2 separate regions of the Cricetulus griseus genome follow, and region 1 is linked to region 2. The links are chromatin contacts, called in public Hi-C maps. All regions are on one chromosome and are shown on one strand. The core of a region is the stretch at or near the end of the contact, and the rest is flanking DNA. Distances in the headings are between cores, read along the strand shown. Region 1 overlaps Tppp (tubulin polymerization-promoting protein). Region 2 holds the start of Zdhhc11b (probable palmitoyltransferase ZDHHC11B).

Region 1 (6,384 bases), core at 1,094-3,593, 52 kb after region 2:
AAGGACAGGGTTCTGTGTGTACCCACCCAAACATCACAGAAATCCAGAGGTAAAGCAACTTGGACACATGAGGACCCTTGGAGGCAACCTCTGTTCCTGACTGTGGGACCCACCCAGTTCCATTCACCTATGGCACACATGTCCCTGGAGTTCCTCCTTCGGGCTTGACTTCCTTAGTCTTGGGTAAGACTAACAGTCACATGCTCCAGGGAAAACTGGCCTGACCCTGCAGGCCTTGAATGGAGCAAGCAAGATCCAGCATGCATCCTAGACTTCAGGTGTCCCAGTATCTGAAGCCTTGCTGCTAATCTTACTTCTGCATGGCCCTCTAGTGGCTACATATGGCAGTGCAGCGGAACCCCTCAGACCCTGCAGAGAAATCTCAGGGTTCTGACCTCTGTTGGAGGATAGACAAGACACGTAGAGGTTTTTTTTTGCCTGATAGTCATTGAGCTAATGGTTCCCATGGCTTTGTGGTCAAGGCTTCATCTGCTCTGGTGAGTCTGCAGTAACCAGGTAAGGATCAGGCCATTGGGCTCTCCCTGCTCCTCAGCTCTTCCACCTTGCCTTGGGAAGTTGGCTAGCCAATGCATGAAGGACATGCAGGAGAATGAATATCCATAACTTGTCTGAACACTTGCAGGGACATCTCTCCTCATGGCTTAGCCCTACTCAATCCAGGCCAAAGCCTTGAGGAGGTGGGGGTGGGCCGACGTGGTTCTCATTTGGGATCACCTGGAGAACTTTATCCCACAACCTCCAGCTCCTTGGAAAACACTAAGTGACAAGTGAAAAGATAGTTTGAGACAATTTGTTCCCAATAGAGGGAAATAGCAATGCCGTAGGTCACAAATGTCCACTCTAGGCAAGCTGGTGACTGCCTGTAAACAGACATCTGGAATGTGCCCAGACCAGGGCTATAACAGTGTTGCTGCATGACCTCTGATTTCCTGAAACAGGCTGATGGGCATCCAGGCCCCTCTGGGCAGAGAGCACATAGCCTACTCCCAGGAGACTTCTTGAGTCCAGTGACCTGCTGAGGGTACAGAGAACTGACAGGGCTAGACTTTCAACAGTGTCAGCATTGTCTTCCATAGAGAGTGCAGGGTGGGGCCGTGAGGTAGATGGGTAGTCAGTGGGCATGGGAGACACCTGAGAAAGGAACAAGAGGATGGCATCTGAAGAGAATGACGAGATTTCTGCACCTCTGTTGAATACATCTAAAGAGCCAGAGACATTGATAGCAACTTGAGGCCCATGGCAGCTGAGGCTGCTCTGCGGTTCACCAGGCACAGGTCAGCTCTGTATTTCTACGGAAAGACTGCAGGAGGGCTTTCTATGAGAAAGTATTCCTGCAGGGCAGGATCCTGGACTAGAGGTTCTCACTGCCTGGGGGGTGAGGGGGATCCCTTCCAGGTCCTTTGCTGCTTTCAGACCACCACATGTATGGGGAGGGAGTATCTTTCCACCCTCGAACCTTCTCGGTCTGAATGGTATCTAGCTGGTGGTTACTTCAGAAGCAACAGCTTCTGTCAATGCCAGGAACTGAGAAGCCCAGGCCTCCCTGTCTTGTCCCGAATGCCCCAGTCTTTCATCACTTACGAGTTTCATTACTTATTACTCAAGCCTTGACAGGGACCTCTTCACAAAGGTGATGAATGGGCCGGACTAGGGGATCTGTGAAAGCCCAAAGGTGAGGTGGGGAGTGGTAGTTTTGTGGTATTGGCCATAAAGGAGTAGACCTTCCTCAGAGGGCTCTGTTGCCTGATGCTAGGTCCTGACCCGCCTATCCAGGTACCAGGGTTCCCAAGGGACTGAGAAGGTGCACTGCACATATGGGGACATGGCCTGGGAAGCAATCCCAGGCTCTTGAAATATATTTGAGCAGAGACCCACTTGTAGGCCAGCTTTGGACAGCTTGGGAACCAAAGACAGGGAAGGCCAAGCCCTAGGAAGAGCCCTCAGTCCTGGGATGTCTAGATATAGGCTCACTGTGTAGGAGAGCCCTGCAGTTTTCACATTTGTGAGGAAGAAATGGGCATTGTTTTCCCAGAGCTAGTTGGGGATTCTGCTTCAAGAAGTGCCTGGGTCTCCTGGGAAATTCCCTGTGAACTAGGAACCAAGGCAGGGACCCCTCTCCCCAACAATACAGATTTATGGGGACATAGGCCAGAAAGGTTTTCTTGGTACCAGTAGAACAAACATCCAGTTCTATCTGAATGTGGCCTGTGATGGCTGAGTCCCTCCAGTTACCCCATCCCCCAGTGACTCATGCTGGTGGTGCCTGGTGCCGAGGCAGCCCAGAAAGGGCTGTGTGCCCCAGCAGTTGGTTGCCAGGCTGGTCATTAGGCCTGGCATCCTCATGTCAGCCCAGGAAGGGTTGGGAGTAGGAGACAAGAGCGCTTTTGACTTCTCAGGACAAACAGAGCAGCCCTGAGGGGCCTTAGAGCAACACACCCCCAAGGTCCTAGTAGAGAGGGAAAAGCTGTCATCTCCAGGCACCATTGGACTGTGAAGCCAAGCTGCTCAACTGCCCTGAATCTCCCAGTATGTCAAAGGTAGCTGGTAAGTACTGGGGCTGAGAGCACTGAAGGACTAGAACCCACCCTCTAAGACACAAGGCTTCTACTGAGATTCCATTACCTGCACCACAGGCAGTTCTACAAAGTTCTAGGATCCGCAGTGTCACTGTGGGACTCTAGCTCCTGTGTTGTGTCCTCGATCCAAGTGTAATGCCTCCGTGGCTTCCCCAGTCTCCTGAGAAGTAGGTGCAGTCTACAACATGGGGTTCCGTGCATTTCTCAAAGGGTAATTGGCTCAGCTCTCCCATTTGTTTGTAGAATGCCCCATGTGTTCAGGACTAGTGTAGTGTGAGACTCTTGTAGGCACCAGTAAAAACTCAGGGTGTGTGGAACAGTAGTATTTTCACATCTGGTTCCTCAGCCCAGCCACTAAGGGTCCACTTTGTGACTGTGTTGTCACTGGTGTAGCCTCACACTGCTGTCCACAGAATGCTTTATTGGGCCACTGCTAAAGGACATTTGGGTGCTTCTCAAGTTTGAATGACTGAAGAAAATCTGTACAATATTCACAAATGGGTTTAACATGAGCTTAAATCTTCATTTCTCCTGAAAGACTGGCTCAATGTCATTCCTCCTTAGCCTGCAGCGGTCAATTTCCCCCATTACCTCTGCTGTTCTCATGGGTGACTTGTCATGTGAGCTGTTTTCCCATCAGTGGGTTTTCTTTGGGGAGGTATCTGGTCCAAATACTTGGCCCATTTGAAATTTTCTTTTTTTTTCTTTAAAAAAATTATTTTGGCTTTTCAAGACAGGGTTTCCCTGTGTAGCTTTTGGAGCCTGTCCTGGAACTAGCACTTGTAGACCAGGCTGGTCTCGAACTCATAGAGATCCACCTGCCTCTGCCTCCCAAGTGCTGGGATTAAAGGCGTGCACCACCCCTGCCCGGCTGAAATTTTCTTGTTAAGTTGCATATTTCAGATACAAGCTCCTTTTCAAGTTAGTGTGTTCCAAGCATTTTTTTTTCAGCTCTGTGGTATTTATCTTCAGTGTCATTTGAAAGGACATGGATTTTAATATTCTGAAGTCCAGTTTGCCTGTTTTCTATTATTGAACATGATGATTTGGCATCATTTCTAAGAAAACCTTGCCCACCCTAAGGTCACCCAGGTTATCTAGATATGCTTGAGAAGGTTGACTCTGGAGTCCTGCTGTGGATCCTAGTTGGTTTATTTTGCAGAGGTAGCAGTTGTTCTAGTAATTTCTTGAAATAGTCCTTTCTCCTTGAGCTTGTTCAAGTTAGTCACCTGTGTGGGCTCCAGATACACTGATCTGTATGTCTGTCTCATACTGTCTCCTTCATGAGGCTTTGAAAGGTGTCTTAGACTAGTGTGGTCTCAGGCCTTCAACCTTTTTGTTTTCATAAACTCATCCTGGCTGCTCTGGAACCTATGCTGACGGACAGTCATAGAAGCCCCACTGGGATTTTGTCAGTCAACTGTTTGAAAGTCCTGAACTCGTAGCACTGCAGCTGGGGTCAGTGGCATGCCTGGCCATAAGAGGTAGCTTATCTCAGGCCATTGGACTAAAATGCCCCAGCAACATGCAGGACTTCACACTATGTCAAAACATCGAAAACTTCACTAATTTGAATTAGTTGGGGGTGAATGCCAAGTTGAAAATGGTTTAAAGTAAAATTACTATAAATAACTTCATAACTTTTTATGAAGGGAGGATTTTGTGAAATGACAGGGAATCTAGGATGCTCCCCCGTGGCAGGGTGCACATGGTGGGTGAGCATTGCAACTTCACGCCATCCTGCTGACCAGGCTGCTTGGCACTGTGCACTCATAGGACTCTGAGCAGGACAGGTGTTACAGCTCCTCCTAATCTTGCCTACTGTGATGACCATAGCCTTAGGCTCCTCCTGGGCCACTTCTAACCCTGGTTTAGGCCTGGGTTCCCTCCTGCTCCTTGACTGGCTAGGGTGTCCCCTGAAAAGATAAGAGGATCTTCTCTCCTGGTTTTCCCTCTGCCCTTGCACCCAGGAGAGACCACACTGCCGCTTGTGGAACAGACAGAAAAGTCCTGACACTCTGTAGTTCTTAAAGAATATGCTTCCTTCATTCTTTCCAGTCTGTTGGCAGTGGCTGGTGACTTTTGGCCATGGCCAGTGGGGATCACTGCAGAATGCAGGAAGGGATGGTATACATGTGGGGTTGGTCCTGGAGGACTGCATACTACCTGAGGACTCAAAAAGTTTGTCACCCACAGAGGGAAGTCCTGCAGGACCATCACTTTTGAGCAATTCCAGGAGGCGCTGGAGGAGCTGGCCAAGAAGCGGTTCAAGGATAAGAGCAGCGAGGAGGCTGTGCGTGAGGTGCACCGGCTCATTGAGGGACGATCACCAGTCATCTCTGGTGTCACGGTGAGGGGATGAAGCACTGGTGGGACTTAGTACTCTTGCTTGCATCTGCCCTTGGGGAGACCATGGCCCGGTAGACTTGTTAGCCCTATAAGTCTGGGGCTAACCTGGAGCCAGGAGAGGTAATCCCTTGTCTGAACATGTGGCCTTCACAGCCCTTGCTAGCTCCTCCTACAACCCCTGCCACCTCCCACTGAAATGCTGCGTAGATAGAGACAATTCTTACCCAGCTCCCTCACTTGCTTGGCTTGTGATAACACCCTCTTCTGTTCTCTTGCAGAAAGCTGTGTCCTCGCCTACGGTGTCACGGCTCACAGACACAACCAAGTTCACAGGCTCTCACAAAGAGCGCTTTGACCAATCAGGAAAGGGCAAGGGCAAAGCTGGCCGTGTGGACCTGGTGGATGAGTCAGGCTATGTGCCTGGCTACAAGCATGCAGGCACCTATGACCAGAAGGTGCAGGGGGGCAAGTAGCCTTACAGGCCAAAGCTCTGGACACTGCGGGTGCCAGGCACAGGACTTACACCCATTGCACTTCATTACATTCCTATGTTCAGCTGGGCAGAACTCAGAATGCACCTCCACTAGGCAATGGTGGGGGCAATGCCCAGGCCTCCTCCTGCTGGGTGCTTTGACACTTCTCTCTCAGACCCCACATTTGGCCCATGATTCATGTCCTTTCCTAACATACCTGCCCTGTCCACAGCTGGGAAATGGACTGCTATTTCCAAACGGTCTCTCCTAGGATCATACTACACTGGCCACTTGATCTGCAGGCAAAAAGGGGGTGTTTTGAGCATTGGTAGGTATAAGGATGAGCAGAGCAGACATTAGAACTCACACTGACCTTATCCAGGCCCTACTAGGGCAGTAGGAGCTAAGGAACTAACCAACTGCATAAAGTCATCCTGAATAGGCCCCTTCATCCTTCCTAACCACAGGACATGACTGAGGCTACCTGGTTGTTGTGCCATTGTGTGTGGAACAGCTCACATCAGTACACATGCACACACACACACACACACACACACACACACACACACACACATGCACGCACACACACATGCACGCTCATCAACCAAGTCTGTACTGAGTGGCCAAGAGACAATGGAAGGCCCCTGGTGACCAGGGGAGTGACTTGGAGCATGAAGCTGGAAGTTTTTTCAGTGCTGTTCTAAGAAATGACAAGACTATGTGCTTGGTCTCAAGAGTGGTCCAGGAAGATCCAGAACATGAAGCTGCCTTGACTTTCTCCTTGTCCTGACCCATCACCAGGTTTGGACACACATGATGCTGAAACATTTGGTCCAGAACAGACCTGGGCAGTTGTTCCACCAGTGTGAGATTGGAGCTTTTGCCAGGGAAAGTTATGTTGTGCTTTGCTCAAAAGTATGTGTCTTCAGCTCTATGAAGTCACCTCTGGGTTCAATTTTCCTAAC
Region 2 (6,174 bases), core at 52-2,551:
TGATTTCTTGGAGCTGGCAGGGTCTTTGTCTGATGAACCTCTCCATGGGGCATACAATGAGATGCCAAGATTGGGAAAGCTCCTCCTGAGAAATGAGGGTACTGATGGGAGATCATGAGTGGAATGGGTAGATAACAGCAGTGTTGGACAGTTCAAAGAGAATTATGGGAGGCACCTAAGGCTAGATATCAGGACAGAATTCATGGCTGTGAGTAGCACATGCAGGAAGCTCTGGGAAAGGTTGGCTGTGGCTGTGTTAGTAGTCATGGCAGAGTCCCACAATGAAACCTACGATGAAGGTGGGGAGTATAGAAGCAAGAGACCTCAATCAAAATAGTCAAAGATGCTAGAAGCTCCCAGCACCACTGATTCTTGAATCTGAAATCAGAGCTCACTAGTGACTTTACAGCTCACAGCTTACCAGAGTCACAGACAACCCTTAGTCCTCAAATTTTGAGAGGACCAATTATGCTCTTATGAAATGAGTGAATGAAGGGACTCCAGTCCAGATGATGGGGTGTGACTTTGAGGGAGGCAAGCTGCAGTATTGACAAGTATCACAGGCAAAATATGGACAGATGACTGACAGAGGATGGGCTTGGTATGGGCATGCCAGGTAGCAAGAGGAGGAGGAGTCTGGAGGTCCTAAGAACTGTGTGATGCACACATTTGATGTGGGGAGTACTGTCCTGTGTGTGTTGAGCAGTATGTTCTGTATGGTGTGTAGCTTTGTGTGGTATGTATGGTGCAAGAGTGTGTTCTCACACAGCGACAATACCAGAGCTGAACTTTGGGCCTGTTAGGAATGTGAGGACTCACCTTGTTGGGTTCACTGCCAGGGCCCTTTCCTGTGAATCAGTCTACTGTGCTTTTCTCTTTGTCCCAGGCCCCTCTCTAATGCTGGCCCTTCACAGCAGCACTTTTAAGAGGGAGTGTCCTGGGTGGTAAGATCCTAGGGAAATGGATGAATTTGGGTTCTTATGTAGGATGGCCTCTTTATGTATTTTCTGGTATTTGTCACTTGAACATTCAGGACAGAATTGTGTCAAGGAGAAATGTGGTACTTAAGTAGATCTGGCCCAACCAGGGGTCTTTTCATGGGTAGCTGTATCCACAGAGGTGGGATAGCTATACCTAGCCTTGTGGCCACTATTTGAGGGGTTGCAAACCTACCTGTCATGATAGGAACCTCCTGCCAAGCCTAGTCAGCCATACCAACCTGCCATATAGATATTAGCTTTTGGCCCAGGTCCTGGTGACCCCCCTGACAATGTCAAGCAGTATCGTAGGCCACTCATTCTATGCCCAGCGACAGACAGCTTTGTGCCCTTTCTATCTCTCAGATGAACATCTGTGGTATGAACCGGAACCGGGTCCTCCCAGAAGCCCAAGCCAATAATGTGAAGAAGATCCTACCACGCCCTTTGTCCAGGGTGAATGGCTGGTCACCACCCCTCCACTCCTTCCAGGCAATATCCTGGACCACCTGTCTGGCCATGTCCATTGCCACCTTTGGGATCTTCATCCCCTTTCTACCAACTAGCTGGAAACATGCTGCCTATTTTGTATCCTTTGTGCTAGTGGGGTGGGGCCCTGGGCTGCCTGTCTCTTGGAGGTGGAGGGGTTTCTGAATGTCTTCAAGAGAACTGGCCCTGAACCCCATCATGCCTTTGCAATGGGCTCTGTCTCTGCCTAGTGGCCCTGAAGTTAGTCCCGTGACTGCACATTGCCTGATAGAAGGTGATCTTGCTACTGTGAAGGTAGAATCTGCTAGATTCCAGGTGACAGTAGCAGTCCTGGAGGTGGTGACCCAAGGAAAGGGAAGTACCAGTCACAGATTCCAATCACATTATCTTTCTTACAGGGCACAGACAGATCCCTCTCTGTTGACTGACACAGTAGCTAGACCAATAAGGAAGGACTTCAGAAGCACATGTTTGGCTGCCTCCAACTGGCATCCTGCCAATGTGCTTGTTCGGCACTACAGAGCCTAGACCTAAGGAGTGGCCAGGCCTTTAGAGATGATTCCACAGGACCATGGGGAGACATGCCCATGTGGTATGGTGTATATCAGGGTGGGTACCTGGGATCTAACATTACACTTAGCATCTGATTAGAGAAACCAGGTCTTTAGGCATGGATCCACATTAGAGCCAGTGCCAAGTTGCTGCAAAGTGGGCCTGGGCCCAGAAAATTACATCCATAAGCCCAGGGTGAGCCCATTTTAGTGAGAACGTAACCTGGCCATAGGCTCTATGAGGCACATTGCTTTGTCTGACATTCTGCAGGTCCTGGAGTTGAGAGAACCAGACATAGGTTAGGAAGGAGGAGGTACAACACACAGGATCAAGCGACTGTTAAAAGAGCAGGGGCCCATACTGTGATTTCTTGGGGGCTGCTTTGTTGAGACTGGGTATGGTAGTGTCTCACAGTCACCCACTTCAGCAGTCAGGGCTGACCAGTTTTCCATTTTTCACATGCATATTCAGGGGATCATCTTTAAAAACCTCAGATGTCATAAACTATTACCTGTAAATGCTGTGGTTTATATTGGAGCCTGGCTTTTATGCTCATAACCACTATGCTACCATCTTCCTGGAAAAGCGCACAGCAAACTCCATCACTCAGTTTCCCAAAATCCCTATTGCCAGCATCCCAATTTTCTTTAATTTTGCAACAAATGCCAGGGATTGAACCCAGAGCACTCGCTGTACCACAGCTTGTGGTTGCAGCACCCTGAAACTTCCCATAGTGTGGCACCTCTAGGCCTTTGGTTGAAGACCATGGGTAGAATATGTCCTAGTTTAGCTGTGGCTGATTCTTTTCATCTCAGTGGTAGAGACTCATTTGTGGGAAGGCTTTTGATAGTGAATTCAATGTAACAGGAAAACAGCTATTCAGGCTTTCTGTTTCAGCTTATGCTCATTCTAGTAAGTTGTATTTTTCATGAAATTTGAATATTTCTTCTAAAATGTCAAATTTCTTGAATAAATAAAGTTATTCATAATATTTCCTATGCTTTTTTTATTTCATCTCTGAAGGATACGGATTTTTTTATTTGGATAGGATTTTCTGTGTAGCCCCGTCAGGCGGTGAACTTGTTATCCTCCAGACTCAGCCTCTCAGCTGTTAGAATTAGAGGTGTACCCACACCACTACACCTGGCTTCAGGCCATATAGAACATATCTTCTTTGTCTCCCTCCCTCCCTCCCTCCCTCTCTCCCTCCCTCCCTCCCTCCCTTCCTCCTTCCCTCCCTTCCTCCCCTCCCTTCTTCCCTCCCTCTCTTTTTACCTGAAATTGGATCTCCCATGCAGCCCAAGCTCACTGTGATCTCCCACTCTCCCTGCCTCAGCCTCTCAAATGTTGGGACTGCGGGTGTTCGTCACTACCCTGACTTTCTTGTAAATAATCACCTTTATAATTTATTACTTTTCTCTTACTGTTGGCCTCTTTCAAATTATAATTTTTCAGCTTTTATTTTTTTTTATTCCTGCTTTCAACTAACTTCAAGATTTCTGTGATGGTCTTTTTCTACCACCTTTTAGTGGAAATGCAGGTCATTGGCTGCCTCCCCAGAAATTTGAGTTCAAACTCTGGGTCTTGTAAATGCCTTTTGCTACTGTGCTTCCCCCGAAAGGTTGGACCCTGTGCTGTCCAGTTTACAAGCTAGAGTCATTTTGGAAGAGGGAAGCTTAATTGAGAAAATGCCTCCATAGTATTGGCCCATAGACAAGTCTGTGGGTCATTTTCTTGATTGATAATTGATATGGGAGAGCCCAGATCACTGTATTCAGCACTTCCCCTGGGCCAGGTGGACCTGGATGGCATAAGACAGCAAGCTGAGCAAGCCATAGTAAGACAGTGAGTACTGTCTTCTTACGTGGCTTCTGCTTCAGTTCCTTCTTCCAGGTTCCTGTCCTGTTCGAGTTCCTGCCCTGACTTCCCTCAGTGATGGACTGTTACCTGGAAGTATACAATGAAATAAACCCTTTGTTCCCCAAGTTGCTTTTGGTCATGATGTCTTTATCACAGCAATAGAAATCATAACTAAGACAGGCCCTATTTCCTGCACTCCTGGAGTAGGCCAACACTAGCTGACCATGCAGTCTTGCTAGTGACTGAAGACTTATTTTTAGGGAGAAACTAATGCTGTCATTGGCAGGCACACTGTGAGCACACACACATCCTGGCAACATGCACCCCTGGGACACACATCATGGGCATATATACTTTTGGTACTTAAATTTCAGGTACATTCACCCTGAGCATATGTACATCCCAGTACACACATCATGGGCACACATGCATCCTGGGTGCATGCATATATGTGAGCACACACACGCTTCTCACATATAAGAATCCTACATACACATATCTCAGGCACACATACTTCCTGGGAAGACTTCTTCTATCCTGAACACACATCCTGGGTTCACATATGCTAGACACATATGCACATATACCAGATACACATACCCTGGTCATATGTGCACCCCAAACACAGTTGCATCCTTGGGAGAACCCCACCCTCAGCAATGCACCCACCCTGAATATGCACACATCCAGGGCACATACATCCCAGACATGTGGATCCTGGACACACTTTTACTCAGTCCATCTTGCAACGTGAGGTCCTGTTTGGGGGAGATAGAATGAGGATGGCCTGTAGGTATCAACTACAAGTATGGTGAATAGCTTCAGATCCCTGTCTGCCTTATGCCCTGGATCCAAAGAGGCATCAGCACCCTCTTCTAAGAGGAGCCTTTGCTAAATCCCATGTTCTATGTTCTATCCAGTTATCAGGATAGGGTGGGCATCTGAGCTATGCAAGACTAAACCATGTAGAAGTTCAAGTATCCGTGAGGGAGGGGCCAGGAAGATATAGCTGCCTGAGTCATGCTCTTCAAACACATAGCACTCCCAACAGTCTTGTTCTCTTCTTCTCAACAGGGTGACAAGTGCCAACTCTTAAGTTACCTAGTATGTATCCCACAACTCCTCTGTACCCTCCTTGGTCCTCCAGAATCTACAGACCTTGTTGTTGGCCTAATGAGCCTCCATTGTGTCCTGAAACCCAGACCCTCTGTCCTCCAATAGCATCTGCCTTGTGTAGTCTCCTCTTACTAAAAGCCTCCTAATACCCCAGGTCTGCAGAGTGGAAAAGCAATGCTAGTGTCCTGTGTACTCTTCAGTGTAGCCTGTGGGCCTCCTGAGCCCCAGACCATGATGAGGGTTAAGAAATGATACTGAAATTATCAGTTCCATAGCTTAATCCCCTGCTTCTGTCCATGCAATGCCAGACAGGGCAGCCTCACTAGATGTTGTTAGCATGAGTTAAAAAACAGGCATCAATTCAGCAATGTCTAATGTCTCCTAAATGTCCTTTATAAGGGTCTTTAAACCCAGAATCTAGTCAGCTCCGGGTCTTGAACATGAGGGTATAGCCTCTGTCTCTTTAGTGGAGGATGGCAGCTGCCAGTCTGAGCTTGGCTGAGCATTTCTGAGACGTCAGGTAACCTGTGGACTGTCAGGTTGACAAGTGTTGGCACAACACACTGTCATTAGGGTGTAGTACCTGTGGGGGCATAGCTACAGTCAGTGCTAAATCTCTAGATCTGCCACTGAACTTGCCCACCTATGACCTATAAAGAAGGGATTTCCTTCCTACTCTCTACCTTCCTTCTTGCTTCCTTTGTTTTGTATTTCTCCATCAGTTTTGTGGAATAATGTGTGTGAGACCTATGGTTGTCTTAACAGAGCTACTCAAGGTGTCTTAGGTGAGAGATGAGGTTTTTCTCTTAGTTCTGGGGTAGCAGTCTAAAATGAAAGTGACACAGGGCTACAGTCCCCTGAAAGGCACTGGAGAGTAGTACTAGGTCACTTTGTCCTTGGCCTGGGGATGCAGTCTTCTCCCTGTGTTCACCCATCTTCTGTCCCAGCAATTCAATCTGTTGTGTTTCCTGTGAAAATGTTTAGTAGTCTCTCTCTCTCTCTCTCTCTCTCTCTCTCTCTCTCTCTCTCTCTGTGTGTGTGTGTGTGTGTATGTGTGCATGTGTGTGCCTGTATGCATGTGTGCATGTATGTGTGTGTGTGTGTGTGTGTGTGTGTTGCTTGCACCATAGCATGTTTGTGTGCACATGTGTGCATGTGTGTGATGCTTACAGTGTAGCAT

The links. Hi-C and Micro-C count contacts between places; a contact is called where the count stands out from the background.
Region 1: a Hi-C map of the CHO-K1 cell line shows a contact between it and region 2, with 2.6 times the contacts expected there. The contact joins the enhancer-like site here to the promoter of Zdhhc11b in region 2. A contact is called at or near these places in 2 of 8 Hi-C or Micro-C datasets (the CHO-K1 cell line and liver).

The regions. Positions count from the first base shown.
Region 1 is chr2:368,688,903-368,695,286 of CriGri-PICRH-1.0, forward strand. Tppp (tubulin polymerization-promoting protein) reads left to right here. Exons shown (of 3, transcript XM_035439167.1): 2 at 4,794-4,947; 3 at 5,225-5,443. The coding sequence ends at 5,419. Among named protein-coding and RNA genes, the nearest start is that of Tppp, 8.2 kb to the left of the region's middle. Within about 2 kb of position 2,344, at least 1 of the 6 cell types and tissues checked has open chromatin away from gene starts, as enhancers often do.
Region 2 is chr2:368,637,812-368,643,985 of CriGri-PICRH-1.0, forward strand. Zdhhc11b (probable palmitoyltransferase ZDHHC11B) reads left to right here and starts at 1,302. Exons shown (of 8, transcript XM_027400025.2): 1 at 1,302-1,580. The coding sequence starts at 1,302.